2 separate regions of the Pan troglodytes genome follow, and region 2 is linked to region 1. Evidence: chromatin contacts called from public HiChIP or PLAC-seq data. All regions are on one chromosome and are shown on one strand. Each heading gives the region's core, a stretch centred on a gene start, on an enhancer-like site or on the middle of the called end of the contact. The rest is flanking DNA. Distances are from core to core; before and after follow the strand shown.

Region 1 (4,903 bases), core at 802-3,301:
TACCTTTTCCTAAATTAGTGAAGGAAAGAGGCCAGTTGTCCTTACAACATCCTACTGCCAGAATTTGTTTGCTGCCTTTTGCTTTCCTTTAGCTGATCCTATAGCCTATCCTGTTAACTTGATTAGATCTAAGTTAAACATTTTTTTAAAATTATTTTTAATTTTTGTGGCTACTAAACATTTTTTTATGATATGTCATAGTTGTTGGGTATAGAGGCTAACACATGTAATCCCAGAACTTTGGGAGGCTGAGGTGGGAAATTGCTTGAAGTCAGGAGTTTGAGACCCTTTTTCTGCAAAAAATTAAAAAAATTAACAAGGGTATGGTGTCAGGTGCCTGTAGTCCCAGGTACTTGGAAGGTGAAGAGGGAGGATTGCTTGATCCCGGGAGGTTGAGGCTGAAGTGAGCTGTGATAGAACCACTGCATTCCAGCCTGGGCAACAGGGCGAGACCCTCTCTCAAAAAAAAAAAAAAAAAGTCATAGTTGATGGTAGCTACTTAATATTGTCATCCCAGCAGGAGACACATAATATCTGGTTGTTCTGCCATTATGTTAAGATTTACCACGGTGTTATGGTGGTAAGAGCCGGGGCACAGTTAACTTACCCCTTAGGACCAGGAAGTAATCTTTGTGGTACTTACTCTTTCTAAAGGTCAGTTTCCTCATCTGAAATGTGAATAAATAGGGTTGTTGAACGGATTAAGTAAATCAATGCATTTAAAGAACCTATGACATAGTAAACATTCAAATAAACTAGCAATTATTATTATTATTTGGTTGCAATTCTACCATCAGAGAACATAGGGTAGAAGAACAAAAACAAAAACTCCCTCTCCTCAGGTCCCAACGCTTGCTAATATTTCCCTTTTCTAAAAGGAGGAAGGCCATTTTGGAGTCTGACAGACCAGGCTGGAAGTTTGGCCTTATTGCTAGAACAGGTGGTATCTGTGGACAAGTTACTTCTATCAATTTTCTCCTATGTAATAATTACCTTTTGTGGAGGGGTTAGTGTGTATATTGTATTAAACACTTACAAGGATCTTCACATGTAATTCTTCCTTGAATCCTACAATAATTATTACCTGCCGGGCGCGGTGGCTCACGCCTGTAATCCCAGCACTTCGGGAGGCCGAGGCGGGCAGATTACTTGAGGTCAGGAGTTGAAGACCATCCTGGTTAACACGGTGAAACCCCGTCTCTACTAAAAATACAAAAAAATTAGCCGGGCGTGGTGGCATGCGCCTGTAATCCCAGCTACTCGGGAGGCTGAAGCAGGAGAATGGCGTGAACCCGGGAGGTGGAGCTTGCAGTGAACCGAGATAGCACCACTGCACTCCAGCCTGAGCGACAGAGTGAGACTCCGTCCCAAAAAACAAAACAAAACAAAAACAAAAATAAATTTAAAAAAGACGAGACAACCTTTCTCTATCCTCTGTAAAGTTGGACTCCCCTCTTCCCTGCTTCGCTTTGCTCCACCTAACCCACTACTATAAATATTTACCATTTTTTTGAGACAGGGTACCACTCTGTCACCCAGCCTGGAGTGCAGTGGTGCGATCACGACTCACTATAGCCACGACCTCCTGGGTTCAAGCGATCCTCCCATCTCAGTCTCCTGAGTAGCTAGCTGAGACCACAGGCGGGCGCTATCACGTCCAATTTTTTTTTTTTTGATACGGAGTCTCGCTCTGTCGCCCAGGTTGGAGTGCAATGGTGCGATCTCGGCTCACCGAAACCTCCGCCTCCCGGGTTCAAGCCATTCTCCTGCCTCAGCCTCCCGAGTAGCTGGGATTACAGGGGCCCGCCACCACGCCCAGCTAACTTTTGTATTTTTAGTAGAGACCGGGTTTCACCAGGTTGGCCGGGCGTATCTCGAACTCCTGACCTCAGGCGATCCGCCCGCCTCGGCCTCCCAAAGTGCTGGGATTACACGCGTGACCCACCGCGCCGGGCCAAAGTCTGGCTAGTTTTTAAATTTTTTGTAGAGACAAGAGTTTCGCTATGTTGCCCAGGGCTGGTGTCCAACTCCTGGGCTCACGTGATCCTCCCGTCTCAGCGTCGGGAGTACCTGACATTCCAGGCGCGAGCCACGGCGCCGGCTCCTGTTGGTTTTAATATCTGTCTTGTTCCACTAGAATCTCAACCCCACGAGGACAAGAATTCTTATCTGTTTTGTTCACTGCTGTTTTTTCAGCATTTATAGCAGCTCCAGGCGCGTAGCAGAGAATCATTAAATATTTATAGAAAGATTAAATACGCTCTTCCGGAAGCACCGACAAACAAGATTAAGTGAGCTTGGATTGAACCTCGTAGCGGCCCGTAGTACTCCTCCTTCCCGCCATCCTATAGATGAAAGGAAGAAAAGGAAAAGCCCCGCCCCTCGCTCGGCTGCTGGAGGCGAGGGCTTCGGAAATCTTCATGCTAGTCTCGTGGGGTTCCGCGGTGTCGTCGCTGGCTGTGCGCGTCATTTCCGGGCGTCACGTAACGGAGTGGCCAACGGCCTGCAGAGCAACATGCCCAAGTGAGTGGGGCCCCGGAATCTGAGGGTGATCGTAGTCACTAGCTGTGGCCCCCATGCAGGAGCGGAGAGCGGGTTCTGGTTTCTGAAACCTCGAGGGATGGGAGAGTATCTTGGCCGGGTGGACGGAGGCAGGGAGATGGAGAGTGCTAGACACCCCATTTTAGAGTGCAGGTGGATCCCGCTTAAGGCAACAAAAAAAAGCCTGGTTTATGTGTCGACGCTTTGACGCTTTTGAGTCGTGAGGCGGTCTGGCTTTTTGTTTTGTTTGTTTGTTTTGTTTTTATCTTACATGAACAGCACTTCCGTGGATGGGCATCTCAGTGGTTGTCATCTTCTTTTTCTCTTCCTTTCACCTCTTTTCAGGTTTTATTGTGACTACTGCGATACATACCTCACCCATGACTCTGTAAGTGGCATATCTATTCATAGTTTCAAAAAGCCTTATGTGTAATAATTAAATGAGTTTTGTGTTTTTTTTAAGTTGCAAGTTGTGCTTTCCCACCTGCTGAGGTTTAAGGTCTACTCCTTGAAGAAAATAATTGGAGGTTATTTTCCCACCCTTCAGTAACTTTAATTAAAAACTGCTTAACAAGTCAGACATGGTGGTGTGCCTGCAGTCCCAGATACACAAGAGGATGAGGTGAGAGAATTGCTTGAGGTCCAGGCTGCAGTGAGGCATGATCAGGCACTGCACTCCAGCCTGGACAACAAAACAAAAAAAGCTGCTTATCAAATAATAACAACAGTTAAAGTAGAATGTTTTGTTAGTACTTTTTTTTTTTTTGAAACGGAGTTTCGCTCTTGTTGCCCAGGCTGGAGTGCAGTGGCGCAATCTCGGCTCACTGCAACCTGCTCCTCCCGGGTTTAAGCGATTCTCCTGCCTCAGCCTCCCGAGTAGCTGGGATTACAGGCATGGGCCGCCACGCCCGGCTAATTTTGAATTTTTAGGAGAGATGGGGTTTCTCCATGTTGGTCAGGCTGGTCTCGAACTCCTGAACTCAGGCGATCTGTCCTCCTCGGCCTCCCAAAGTGCTGGGATTACAGGTGTGAGCCACCATGCCCAGCCAACCCGGTCTCTTAAAAAAAATTTAGTGGTCTATCTTAAGAGCACTTGAGTGGATCTTTTACCATGCATGATTTTGTAATGTGCATTGGTTATTTGGAAAATGTTGATTGACTTGAGTTAGTGCCAGGGTTCAAATGTAGACACATTTGATTATGTAATGAAAACCCTTGGGAGGCCGAGGCGGGCGGATCACGAGGTCAGGAGATCGAGACCACGGTGAAACCCCGTCTCTACTAAAAATACAAAAAATTAGCTGGGCGCGGTGGCGGGCGACTCTATAGTCCCAGCTACTCGGGAGGCTGAGGCAGGAGAATGGCGTGAACCTCGGAGGCAGAGCTTGCAGTGAGCCGAGATCCCGCCACTGCACTCCAGCCTGGGCAACAGAGCGAGACTCCGTCTCAAAAAAAAAAAAAAAAAAAGAAAACCCACGTTAATTAATGTCACAATCTAATCAGAACCACCTTTAAGTATTGGGAAGCTGTCAAGCTTATGGTGGCAAATAATATTTTCCAAAATTCTGATTTTTGCTTAATAGCTCAAATTCTATCATTGGCAGTACTTTCCATTGCTCTCCTTGAAGTGACAGGCTCACTCCATTCATTTTTGAGAAGTCTGAATATACGGTTTGTGTCTCAGTCACTCTCAAATAAAAATGGTGTTCCATCAAAGAGGCAGCTGGGCTGGATATGGTGGCTCATGTCTGTAATCCCAGCACTTCGGGAGGCCGAGGAAGGAGGATTGCTTGAGCCCGGGACTTCAAGAGAGGCAGCTAGTAGAGCTCACAATTTGAACAATTACATGCCTGCTTTTCCTTGAAAGAGCGTCATATTTTGGCATGCAACACAAGTGGCTTTGTCTATACTTCCCATTTTGTCACTCAGAATATTAAAAAGAATTGAACTTAAGGGTTTTTAATAAAAATTAATAATTTTGTTGCTTCATTAAGGACACTCAGTGAAACTGGCTTTTTTTTCCCCCATGAGTACATACGTTGAAGAATACAGTGATCACTAATACAGTAGGTTGCCATTGCCTTGATTCATTCTAAAGTACCAGGAGTTTGGCATCATCAGTGAAAATGTCAATACAGTGAAAAAGGAAAGTAATGGCTTAGTAGTATTATGAAAACACTTTGACCTTGCAGACCTCATGAAAGAGTCTCAGAGACCCTTAGATGTCTGTCTGTGAACCATATCTTGAACACTGCAGCTCTATGCTTTGCTATCTCTGTAGAAATCTGATTAAATCATAACTCTTTTTACAGCTGAGGCCTCACTGTGTTTCCCAGGCTGGTCTATATTATGATTCTTGATC
Region 2 (4,903 bases), core at 854-3,353, 130 kb after region 1:
ATTAGCTGGGCATGGTGGTGTGCGCCTGTAATCCTAGCTACTCGGGAGGCTGAAGCAGGAGAATCGCGTGAACCCAGGAGGCGCAGGTTGCAGTGGGCCAGAGATCGCGCCATTGTTCTCCAGCCCGGGCGACTTTCAGGTTAAATCGTGTTCGATATAAAAGTCTATATCGATATAGACTTTTCGATATAAAAGTCTATCTCCCTTTGACAGGTCTGATCGACCCTCCTTCCTATAAAGACAAAAGTTGTCTTAACATCTAAGAGGAACCATATTGCGGTGAAAGGGGTGCTACGAATCCTGGGTTTTAGCTCTTGCACTACGTCTCAGTGTGACATTGGATCCCAATTTCCTCACCACCAAAGCCAACGGGCTATTAAAACTCCCTTAGAAGTAGCTTTAATCCCTAAAGACAAGACTAAAAATATTAACAGTGCTTGAGCCTCTGGAACCGAACCAGCACTGGAGTTTTGTTTGGTCGTCCCCTCTCTTCCCCCTCAAGATTAACGATCTGGAGGGAATTCTGGTGAGTTCGAGTTCTCGTAACTTGGGAGGGACTAACCAGAAGCCCGGCGAGCAGCCAGTAACACAATCTCTGGGTATTCCTTCAGCCTCATCAGTACATCTCTTCCTACCTCGCCTTCCTCCGCTGCAGCTTCTTTCAAGTCCGCATCTGCGTCTCCGTCAGTTTCCTCTGGGATTCCATCGGTGTCGGTAGCCCCCGGGTCCCCGGGCACAGCGGCCGTCTCATCCGACTCCCCTGTCTCTCCACCTTTGTCGGAGGGCGACTCGTGGGCATCGTCCATCACGGATAGGATTGGAGGGGAGAGGAGATCGCGGAGATGCCTGAGGCAGAAGCTCGGAACCCCGAGCTGCACAGGCCAGGATCTTACTTCCTGTCGTCGCGCAGCGATGACATCACCCCTACCGCTCTCCTGAGGGGTCATTTTGAGGCGCGCGTAGAGGACTAGAGGACTCATTTTAACTTTGGTTTGGCGACAGTAGGAAGCGGGAAAATTGGACGTAAAGAGCTCAGACTATGGATCCTCCTCGCTAGGAAACCAGCACTTGTGAAGGAGCGCAGTTTTGTTTACTAAATAACTTTTTCCTTTTCGCCTGTCTAAAAATGCAATGTCAGTTAATCCCTTCGTTAACCCCTCAGAGTAAAGTTGGGGGACTGGGAGAAAACTCAGTTCCGTTGTATGGCGGTGTCGTGGAATGAGGCTCCCCGGGATTGGTAAACTTTCAGGCAAGGACTCAACCTTGTATATTTCAACTGGCCCGAAACCGCGGGCCTGTGTGTACATAGAATTGCTAGCATTTCCCCTCCATTCCGCAAGCACCTTAACAACAAAAAGTCATATAGCTTGAGCAGAATTTATCCAATTCATTTATTCATCCACAACTATTGACTGCGTACTTCGATTTAGAAACAGTGCTAGTACCAGGGAACAAAACACACATAGTTTCTACCCAATTAAATGATTTTTTTCAGTTCGCCAGTACTGAAGATTGAGGTTTGTTTTTACAAGTCTGACACTTTTCTATCAGTTTGGTTAATCTCATTAAAACTGAGAGGAAAGCCTAAAGAGAGGAAGGTGTCTCCTTTGAACGGTTCACTTTAATGAACTAGTTCACGTACTGGGAGGATGAAGTGGTGAGGATATTTCTGTTTTAAAATTTTCTTCTCTTCCCTCATTGAGATACGAGGGGGAGGGCGTTTTATTCACCTGGGTATGACTAGGTCCCCGCACCTATTACATATTTAATTTATGCGTGCTGAAAGAATGGACTTGGAAATGTAGGTGCGCGTTACATTTATCTCTTTGTTTCTACGCTGCCTGGATGAATTACCGTATTTCCTGTCCCAGGAGCTCCCAAAACCTTTGGGGAAGGAGCGCACTTCGGGAGGCGCGTACAGGTGGGCCTGTTTGTCCCTTTCCACCTGCATAATGGGGGCCCACAAGGCGCTGTCTCCATGCCCCGAGAGGCGTGTCTCGGCACAGCAAAGTCCACCTGCGCTGGTCCGCGGAGCCCCGCCCAGCTAGGTGAGCTAGGGGGCGGGGCGCGGGGGCGCGGTGACGCGTGACGCCGGATCCCGGAAGTGACGCGCTCGTGGGGAAAAGGCAGGGAGGGGGTGGTGTCCCCAGCCGGTTTGGGGGGTGCGTTGCCCGGAGACGGAAAGTTTGGGAGCCCGAGCAGGCTCGGCTGCAGCCTTGGGGAGGGGGTCCAGCGGGTGGCGGCCCTGGGGATGGGGAAGGAGCAGGAGCTGCTGGAGGCGGCCCGCACCGGGCACCTCCCGGCGGTGGAGAAGCTGCTGTCCGGGAAGCGGCTCTCCTCAGGCTTTGGGGGCGGCGGCGGCGGTGGCTCTGGGGGCGGCGGCGGCGGCAGCGGCGGCGGCGGCGGCGGCCTCGGCTCTTCCAGCCACCCCCTCTCCAGTCTGCTCAGGTGGGTACGCGCCGGGGCCGGGCCGCTGCCTGCAGACCCTTTCTCCCCCACCCGTCTCTTGGGTCCCCAGAGAGATCGGGGGTCCTGAGACTCGGGCGGGGTGGGCTTGTGGCGTGCCCGGGGCGAGGCAGGCGGCCCGCGGGCCAGGGTACCGGAGGGCGCGCGGGTCCGAGTCCACGCTGCTCCGGGCTCGCCTGGTCTCCCGTTCTGACCCGGCTGCGAAGAATGGGAGTGCCCAGGTGGCAGCCTCCGCCGCATGGCACAGCCAGGGTTCACCCTCGCTCGCTACAGGGTGCCAGCTATCGTGGCTCACAAAAGCCAATTAAGAGCAAATATGTATATCATATATATATATATATATATATATATATATATATATATATATATATGAGATCTCCCTCACCTCCTGCAGAAACTCCTACGCCTTGTAGAATCTCGAGGCTCCTCTGGAGGAAATTCTATTGATTTTCTTCTCTGAGGAACTTGGAACCTTCCACCAGGCTACACAGGACCTCGCTTTATTTTTTTTTTTCCCTCGAGACGGAGACTTGTTCTGTCAGCCAGGCTGGAGTGCAGTGGCGCGATCTCGGCTCACTGCAACCTCCGCCTCCCGGGTTCAAGCGATTCTCCTGCCTCTGCCTCCCAAGTAGCTGGGATTACAGGCGCCCGCCACGACACCCGGCTAATTTTTGTATTTTTAGTAGAGACGGGGTTTCACCATATTGGCCAGGCTGGTCTCGAACTCTTGACCTCAGGAACCGCCCGCCTCGGCTTCCCAAAGCGCTGGGATTACAGGCGTGAGCCACCGCGCCTGGCCCCTCGTTTTTGTTTTATTAAAATTGCCTCTGGATGTATCATTTTCAAGATGTTCGTCTTTGAGCCTCTCTTGTGCTTGAAGTTCAAATTGTAGTTCCTTGTAGTGAACCTCATTGGATTAGTCTAAGTGGCATATGCAGGATTCATCCAGGGGCTTATTCATCTAGAAATAAAGGCAGAGAGACTTGTTTAGGAAACCGAAGGATGCTGTAAACTTTTCCAAGGTCTGTTGTTAAACGCTTCAATCTGGAGCTGTAAGGACCGAGGGGAAAACATCAGTTTTGTGTGGCTTCGAAGGGGGATTGGAGGTGCTTTGTTAGTGTGAGTTAAATGTGTTAGTTCAGCAGCGCTTTCATAGCCTGATTTCTTTTTCCTTCCTTGTTCTTTTGAGGTTTTTAAGAAGTGGAAGTTCATTTAGAAATGCCTTCGTTAGCTTTTGTTCCCCATTACTTTATGTAACTTCAGTTTGAGTGAGCTTGGACCATATAAGCCTAAGGCGCTAATAAATTGTTATTAATAGATATTAAGCACTGAGTACCAACCCAGGTCTTTACAGGAAGATTTTAAAAAGCAATATAAGTAGGTACTTAAGATTTGTTGAAGAAATAAAAGTATCAGTTGCAGGACAATAAATTTCTAAATAAATGGATGGTGGATGGTATTACTCCCTGTAATTGCTAGCAGCTCAGAGAACAGAGACATCATTTAGGGATGGAGTGGAAGTCAGGGCTTCCAAAAGGAGGGAGACTTAAGCTGGCCTTGAAGGATGTGAGGATTTGGGTAGGTGAGTTATGATGGGCATGTTTCAGGTGGGTACCCCATGATCAGAGGCACAGAAATGAGAATGGAAACTTATTTGGTGCTCCTTAGGCAACAGGAGAAGAACTTCCTGCCTGCACCCTTGAGAGGTTGGGCATAATAAAGGTAAATAATAATGGATGGGTATACTTCCATATATCATGTTTATATTCTCAGTCCCTAGATCAGTGCCTGACAACTTACAGGTGTTTAATAAATGTACAGTGAATGCATGAATTGGGTTTTGAATCTGGATTTGCCACTCTGCAGTTCTGATGTCTGAGAGGTGACAAGACTGTACAGGTTTGGAGATGCCTCTGTCTTTAATGAGTTGATGACATAGCATTTGGAGATTTTCCAGAGATATCTTAACCCTCAGCATATCCTGCTAAAGTGAGAAGTTTCTCATATCTCCCACCCTCAAGCACAGGTCAAATTATTCTTTTTTTTTTTTTTTTGGAGACGGAGTCTCGCTCTGTCCACAGTCTGGAGTGCAGTGGCAGTATCTCAGCTCACTGCAACCTTCGCCTTCCTGGGTTCAAGCGATTCTCCTGCCTCAGCCTCCCAAGTAGCTGGGACTACAGGCAAGCGCCACCACACCCAGCTAATTTTTGTATTTTTTGTAGAGATGGAGTTTCACCGTGTTAGCCAGGCTGTTCTCAATTTCTTGACCTCGTGATCCGCCGGCCTCGGCCTCCCAAAGTGCTGAGATTACAGGCGTGAGCCACCTTGCCCGGCCTCAGGTCAAGTTATTCTTAGTGCGCTCACTCGGAGACTATTGAAATTCTGCTGAGGATTTAACTGCCATATAGTTAATATAGTTAAGCAAGACTAGGAAACC

The links. HiChIP or PLAC-seq counts read pairs in DNA pulled down with a chosen protein or histone mark.
Region 2: an H3K4me3 HiChIP or PLAC-seq map of stem cell-derived excitatory neurons shows a contact between it and region 1, with 2.4 times the contacts expected there. The contact joins the promoter of ANKS1A here to the promoter of SNRPC in region 1. A contact is called at or near these places in 1 of 7 Hi-C or Micro-C datasets (stem cell-derived neural progenitor cells) and 1 of 1 datasets of contacts at active chromatin or transcription factors (stem cell-derived excitatory neurons).

The regions. Positions count from the first base shown.
Region 1 is chr5:40,629,948-40,634,850 of NHGRI_mPanTro3-v2.0_pri, forward strand. It overlaps SNRPC (small nuclear ribonucleoprotein polypeptide C), which reads left to right and starts at 2,052. Exons shown (of 6, transcript XM_001171894.8): 1 at 2,052-2,523; 2 at 2,887-2,929. The coding sequence starts at 2,516. LOC129144241 (a long non-coding RNA gene) reads right to left here and starts at 2,165. Exons shown (of 3, transcript XR_010157687.1): 1 at 2,071-2,165; 2 at 1,085-1,203.
Region 2 is chr5:40,760,695-40,765,597 of NHGRI_mPanTro3-v2.0_pri, forward strand. It overlaps ANKS1A (ankyrin repeat and sterile alpha motif domain containing 1A), which reads left to right and starts at 2,104. Exons shown (of 24, transcript XM_518420.8): 1 at 2,104-2,448. The coding sequence starts at 2,252. It overlaps TAF11 (TATA-box binding protein associated factor 11), which reads right to left and starts at 954. Exons shown (of 5, transcript XM_054685716.2): 1 at 636-954. The coding sequence starts at 947. LOC134810196 (a long non-coding RNA gene) reads left to right here. Exons shown (of 3, transcript XR_010157690.1): 2 at 214-526; 3 at 612-1,022.